Regions from separate parts of the Mus musculus genome. Here region 1 is linked to region 2. Evidence: chromatin contacts called from public Hi-C data. All regions are on one chromosome and are shown on one strand. Each heading gives the region's core, a stretch centred on a gene start, on an enhancer-like site or on the middle of the called end of the contact. The rest is flanking DNA. Distances are from core to core; before and after follow the strand shown.

What was found. Hi-C and Micro-C count contacts between places; a contact is called where the count stands out from the background.
Region 1: a Hi-C map of cortical neurons shows a contact between it and region 2, with 2.3 times the contacts expected there. The contact joins two enhancer-like sites. A contact is called at or near these places in 14 of 484 Hi-C or Micro-C datasets (8-cell embryo, the N1E-115 cell line, cerebral cortex and 4 more) and 2 of 115 datasets of contacts at active chromatin or transcription factors (acute myeloid leukemia and embryonic stem cells).

Annotation. Positions count from the first base shown.
Region 1 is chr9:48,107,490-48,111,081 of GRCm38.p6, reverse strand. No RefSeq gene overlaps it. Among named protein-coding and RNA genes, the nearest start is that of Gm40518, 49 kb to the left of the region's middle. Within about 2 kb of position 1,916, at least 17 of the 459 cell types and tissues checked have an H3K27ac peak or open chromatin away from gene starts, as enhancers often do. A contact at or near this core is called in cerebral cortex and cortical neurons, where this site is marked.
Region 2 is chr9:47,956,733-47,960,015 of GRCm38.p6, reverse strand. No RefSeq gene overlaps it. Among named protein-coding and RNA genes, the nearest start is that of Gm32016, 19 kb to the right of the region's middle. Within about 2 kb of position 2,020, at least 4 of the 459 cell types and tissues checked have an H3K27ac peak or open chromatin away from gene starts, as enhancers often do. A contact at or near this core is called in cerebral cortex and cortical neurons, where this site is marked.

The sequences.
Region 1 (3,592 bases), core at 667-3,166, 150 kb before region 2:
CTTGAGCCAGTTTTATCTTTCTGGACGTTCCTGAGATTGTGTTCCTCCTCCTCTTCTTCCTTCTGCCTCCTCTTCTTCTTCTTCTTTTAATGTATTTTTTAAGGTAGGCTTTCTCTGTCTGTATGTTCATCTACATGCCAGAAGAGGGCATCAGATCCCTTTGTATATGGTTGTGAGCCACCACATGGTTGCTGGGAATGGAACTCAGGACCTCTGGAAGAACAACCAGTGCCTTTAACTGATGAGCCATCTCACCAGCCCCATTCATTCTTCAGATCACACACACACACACACACACACACACACACACACACACACACACAGAGAGAGAGAGAGAGAGAGAGAGAGAGAGAGAATGCTAGCTCAGAATAAATGTGCAGAGCATGAACTCTGGACTCAGTAGTTATGGATACAAGTTTTAATTTTTCAAGAACCAGCCTAGTCATCAAAAACACACATCCCCCCAGTGGGTCTCCCTTGTCACAAAGGGATAGGTGAGTTTATTAGATATTTCCCTCCTCTTATGACCCCACAGTTCCACTGGAAGAAGCCCTGAAACATCACAGGCAGCATCATGAAACTAGCTTGGAGAATCAGATGAGGCCACAGTCCACCTGAGGTCAGTCGTGATCTTGACCATGACTGAATGAATAGAGCTGACATCTAACCATGGTTCCTGGGCCATTGAGCGCGCTTTCAGGACTCAAGGAAGCAGACCTGCCACCCCGAGACACTTACCTATGTCACAAAAACCTCTCACAATAGAACTTGCCTGGTTGGAGATCATGAGGAAAGGGATAAATCCAGACAATGTTTGGTGGCCTTGACATGAATCTCTAGGCTTCTGTAGACTAGACAGACATGGGGGATTTTTTTTTAAAAAGTATTTTTGAGAGACTTTATTTATTTTTATTTTTTATGTGTTTGAGTGCTTGTCTGCATGTGTGTCTGTGCACTTTATGCATACAGTGCCCATAGAGGCAAGAAGAGGGTATTGTATCCTCTGGAACAGTAGCTGTAGACAGATGTGGGTTATATTATTATTATTATTATTATTATTATTATTATTATTATTATTATTAAAGAAGGCACCATAATCCCAAGAGACACCTTATTCTTCTCATTTGAAAGGAAACATCTAATTCCATGTGTTACACTAAACTGAAGAATTCCACCCTCTGTCCTGCCATTTACACGTTGGTCTGCATGTCTCAGAGGCAGTGACTCAGTAAGACTCACGGCAGAGGTCAAGGGACTTAGCCACCCGCAGAGCAGGACAAATAGACTTTCCTTTACCTGACTGCACATTTGCTGAGAGCCCCTGGCCCCAGGAGGGCTATACACATGAAAACTAGGCAGTCTGATGTTGTAAGGCAGTCTGATGTTGTAATCATGGTAAATACAGACCTGGAGTGAGGCTGCGGGTAGACAGATGTTTTGATTGCCTAGACACAGGTGCCTGTCGCCAGTGCCTGAGTGTGGCTGGGTGATGGAGAATCCACCTAACAGCTCAGCTCCCATTCCCAGGGGCTGTCAGCTGCACCTCACCTGGGCATTCTTCACTCCTGCTCACCCAGGTAATCAGAAAGGCCTGGAGGCTGCTGATGGTTAATTAGCATTTGCTAGAGACTAGGCAAGACCCCACCCCTCCCCAGGCTTTCTTCCATCCCTGGCGTACCTCTCTCGAAAGGAGGGAAAGGACAGGATTGGATGTCTCTAAGTAAGGCCTGCCAGGGAAGTCTCTGGGGCACTTATGTTGAGACCACCAGAGATCTGCCCCCACAGCTGAGCCAGAACCCCTGAGCAAGGAGAGCCAGAGAGAGCCAGCTTCCACCCCCACCCCACCCCCAGGCTGCTAAGCAGAAGCCTCCGAGGAAGGCAGCAACCGCATCTGGCAAGATGATGCGGTGGCCCATTTCCTCCAGCCCTGGCAGGCTCTGCCTGCAGCCTGAGTCTCAGCAGTTGATTTTGTCTCTGTGTTGGCACCTGTTTACCGCTTACACCAACTAATGTCTGTCAGTGGACTCATTATCATCAAGGATCTGAAATTAAGAAATTATGAATGTGTAGACACTTCTGTTCTCATCCTAATGGTTTGTTTGTTGTTTAATGGTTTGTTTATTTTATCGATGGCATCTGTCCTCATTGGAATGTTACAAATTGGACTTGTGCTTGCCCTTATTTGAGGTATGCCCATCTCTACCTTTGGTTTTTTTTCTAACTGCTCCATTAGGATGTAGCAGTCATTGTTTAAACAGATAGATGACAGAGAGATGAAAGAGACAGTGGGGAAGGAGGGAGGGAGGGAGGGAGGGAGGGAGGGAGGGAGGGAGGGAGAACACTAGATAGAAATAGCAAGTCCTCCCATAGAGCAAAGGCTATGGGAATCTTTTTAAAAAAAAAAAACTAATTATTTGTAGCATTGCAAAGAAAAGGCTTAGCCATGTGTCATGGCACCAGAGGCCAAAGTAGGAAGATAAGGTAGTTCAGAGCCCAGTCTAGCTTTTGTAGAGAGACCCTGTCTCAAAACAAAACAAAACAAATGTTCAAATGAGACACAGTAGCTGTCAGGATTAGAATAGTATTTCAAAACATTTTTTTTAGTTATGAAGAACACACATGCAAAGCATATTAAAATAAACATATATTTTACCCAAACATGTAACAAGAAAGCCATGCAGCCATCACCCAGGTCAAGACACAAAACACCGCCTCCCACACCACCTGTTTCCTGCCTTTCCATATTAGACACAGTTTCCTGCTCTTGAAGGTGAACACAGATACCAAAGCTCTGTCTTCCATCACAATACTTTAAAAACTGTGTTTAACATGTAAAGCCAAATGACATCATTGGTTTGTGCCTGTTTTTTAAATTTTGCATAAATAAAAAAGTATAGTGTAGTGATCTTTTTTTGTTAAAGATTCATTCCTATTATAATTACAGTTTGCTCATTTTTGTTAGTGTATATGTTATGTTAGACATGCCCGAACTTGTTCATTCAATGTGATGTCAGTAAATATTGGGGCAGTTTTCAATTCGAGGCAATCAAACTGACAAGGATGTTCTGAGCCACCTCCTCTGTGCACCCTAGGGTCCCCACCCAGGAATGGAGTCTGTGCATACTGGCTGACACTGAACACTGCTGTTTAAACTGATCATTCTGACTGACAAAGATGAGGCTGAACTTCTCAACTCGTCTTGTTCATGCCTGTAACTGTCAGACTTTCTGTTTCCTGCCAGTGAGGTGGGTATAGACCAGCATTTCATTGTGGCTTTAATCTGCATATACCTAGCTATTATTTGAGTTGAGTGCCCTTTCACACGTGCATTGGCCATTTAAAAATGTCACCTAGTCCTTGATTGCTTTTGCTTCAGGTTTTCTTTCTCCTCGTTGCTTGGAGGAATTGCTGACATACTAGGAATGAAAGTCCTTGGTTGCACAAATCCATATCCAATATCTTACACTAAAATATAGGTTATATTCATGTTTCAACAGAGACTTTGGATGGGCAAAAACATAATTTTTATGCTACCACATGCATCTGTCTTTTAATCTGTGATTGAATCATTTTAGGTCATATTAAATATTTT
Region 2 (3,283 bases), core at 771-3,270:
TCCTTGTAGGATTTGAAGGAAGAGCAAGAGACGAGCTGTGGCTACCTCATCTATTACAGACTAAATAGTGTCCCCCTAAATTATATGCATAAGTCTTAAACACCAGTACCCCAGAGTGTGACATTACTTAAAGATGGGCTCTTAAAATGAGGTCCTTAGAGTTAAGACCCCAGTGCTCTGTGACTAATAACCTTGTAACAATAGAACCACCAGATAGTGACAGAAACACTCAGGACACTGACATGGTGGCCTAGGCACAAATAGAAACAATGTGGCTTCGAACAAGGACTGGGCACTGTGAGCATCCAGGAAAAGACAAAGGAAGGCTCTACCCAGAATCCAGGGGAGCAAGATTCTGGACTCTCAGCCTCTGGTATTATGAGAGGAAAGATTTCCATGTGTTTAAGCACCCTGCTTGTGGTTCTTTGTTAGAGCAGCCCTAGAAGACCCATACACTGCCTACCGCCACCCTCCTCCTCCTCTTCCTTCTCAGCTTCCATGTGGAAGCCTCTGAAGACAGTGTTGTGTAATCCACAATGTTTCCACGTGCTTATCCATCAAACACGTATTGACAAAAATGCAATAGGAAACAGTAACGGAAAGGCACAGCAGAGGCGAGAAACCGCAGTGACAGGCGGTGGCCGGGTCTGCTCGGGAGTCATGGGAAGACAGTCGCTTCTCCTTGCTCTCCAGCATCCCCTTTCTCACCATATCCTCTGAGGCCCTTTCTCATTGTGGAAAGAAAACCAGCTGTGTGAACCTGGTAATTGAGTATCCTGAGATTCGCGTGCACAAGTGTGTGTGCGCGCACACACACACACACACCACACACTTGTAGAGTGTTACTTTCCTGATTTCTGTGACCAAACACTGGCGATAAAAAACTTTAAGAATGGAAGTTTTGTTTTGACCCAGTGATAGGGAATAAAACAGGTCAAATCAGAGAATGCTCGGTGGCCAGAAGAGTAAGGTCAGCTATTGTCATTGCATTGTCAGGAAGCAGAGAACAGACAAGCAGTGTAGCCAAGCTGTGAGAACCTCAAGTCCTATCCCCCAGAGGCCCACTTCCCACAGCAAGGCTCCACCTTCTTAAGGTTGTACCACCAACTGGTGACTCACCATTCAAGTACATGACCTTATGTGGGATATTACACATCCAAACTACCACCTGTAAGTAGAGGGCTAATTGGAAAATGAAATAAAGTAAAATATAATGTGTGCCACGGAGATTGTGGTCACACCCGGAAGAGAGTTAGTATGTGCTGTCTTCTTGGGTGGGATACATCATCACCCACAAAGATCTGCCCCGTGTCTTGCCTGGGCTCTGTGACATAGACCAGTAGAGCAAAAATTATTTCCAACCATTGTCTTAGTGATAATTCTTGCTGCATATTCCCAAACTTTTCCTGCATTCTGATTATGTAAGAATTAAAAATAAGGTCACTCCAAATCTCAAATACAGCCATGAACATCTAGAAATGATTCTACAACACCCAAAATATTATCTCAGTTAATGGGATGGCTGATACTATTTATGCCGCGAGGACAGGAATGGAACTGGTCCCCGTGTTCGGTGGCTTACCTGAGCTGTGGGAAGTGCAAAATCAGGGGTTAGGGTTAGGGTTAGGGTTAGGGTTAGGGTTAGGGTTAGGGTTAGGGTTAGGGTTAGGGTTATAAAGATGTGATTTTTCAACTCGGCCGCAGACCTCGTTCCTAGATGTCATATCTAGAAGAATTCACAGGGAGCTCAGAGCTAGAAATAGAGAAGCAGGAAGAGGGCCTTGAACAAGAGGGGCAATCTGGAGGAAGCCAGCTGCTGCCCCTGCAATAGCCAGAGTGAGACTCCAACCCTGGGTTGGTCTGGCTCACTGCCGGCCCTCAAGAAGCTGGCCTGTTTCTTGAAACACCAATGATTCTTTAATTTGCAGAGCTGTGGGCATCTCCATATGCCACCTTGGAGTGGGATTGTCACACAACAGGCACAAGAGAATCACACCTCAGCACGGAGCTCAGTAAATTCACTGTGAAACATATTTCAGTTCCAAAGGCAATTTTCTAATTAGTAACGACACACAATGGTTTCCCAGTCTGTGAATACTTCTTTCTCTGGAGCTGGGTCCTGAGCTAAATTAAGCTTGAATATGTCACCAACCATGTTTCTGGTCCTAGACACAGGCTCCTCAAACTCCAGGCCCTTGGTTTGGATTGGAGTGTGGCACACAGACAGTGAGACACCAGGTCTGCCCCTTCTCCGAGGGCTACGCTCTTACAGGCTGATCTGGAACCTCCCTGGGTTTAGTAAGCAAAGAATTCATTCATCCATTTGACATTCATCAACATTCCTCAGGATGGTGCCCCAAAAAGACGGAGACTTTTCCTGTCAGAAGCTTACAGTCTTCTGGGAAACACGCAACTACTACTGCACAAACAGTTGGGTCACACAGAAAAGGCTATGAGAAGGATTCTAAGTCGACTGCGAAGTCGGAAAGATTTCCTGGTAGAAGTGATGTTTAAGCTCTGTGAGGTGGGCTTAAGTTTCCACCACGTCTCTTCTCTTAGGTATAAATTAATCATACTCTCTAAGATACCCGATCATATTTTATTGGACTGCTTTTGGTTTATTGTTCTGCTTATTTCTTTTATTTAAGCTTGTTCCTTGATGGTTTCATACATACAATTAATACTACTGGTTATTCTCATCTCCTACCCACTTTAAAATCTAGTTCCTGATCCTGTCTACCCTGACTTTTCCCTACAAATCTCTGCCTCAAACTGCTATTTGTTTGGGTTTATGAGCCACCAGGTCTAATTAGGGCCATCTGCGTGGACATGGTTTTGGAGCTATCTACGGAAGCCTGGTGGGCTCAGCAGAGGGTACTCAGCTAGAGACAGTAACTCCTCTACTCCTGGAATCTACCATAACCTATAATTCAGAAGTAAGCAGTGGGGCCCCAAAGCCCTTCCCCAGTCCATGACCGTTAACGGGACTAGTCTTGTGCAGGCCCAGTGCAAATGGCCACAGCTGCTGTAAGCCAGGAAGCTCACATAAAGAGAACATATGGTGTTTGTCCTTCTGGGTCTGGGTTAGCTCATTCAGTATGATTTTTTTCACAGTTGTTCATTTACCTGCAAATCTCCTAATTTATTTTATTTAATAGCTGAATCAAATTGCATTGCGTATATGTATATTTCAATATCCATTCATCAGCTGATGGACACCTAGGCCGCTTCTGCTTCCTGGCTGCTGATACTAGAGCAGCAATGAGGATGACTGTATAAGTAT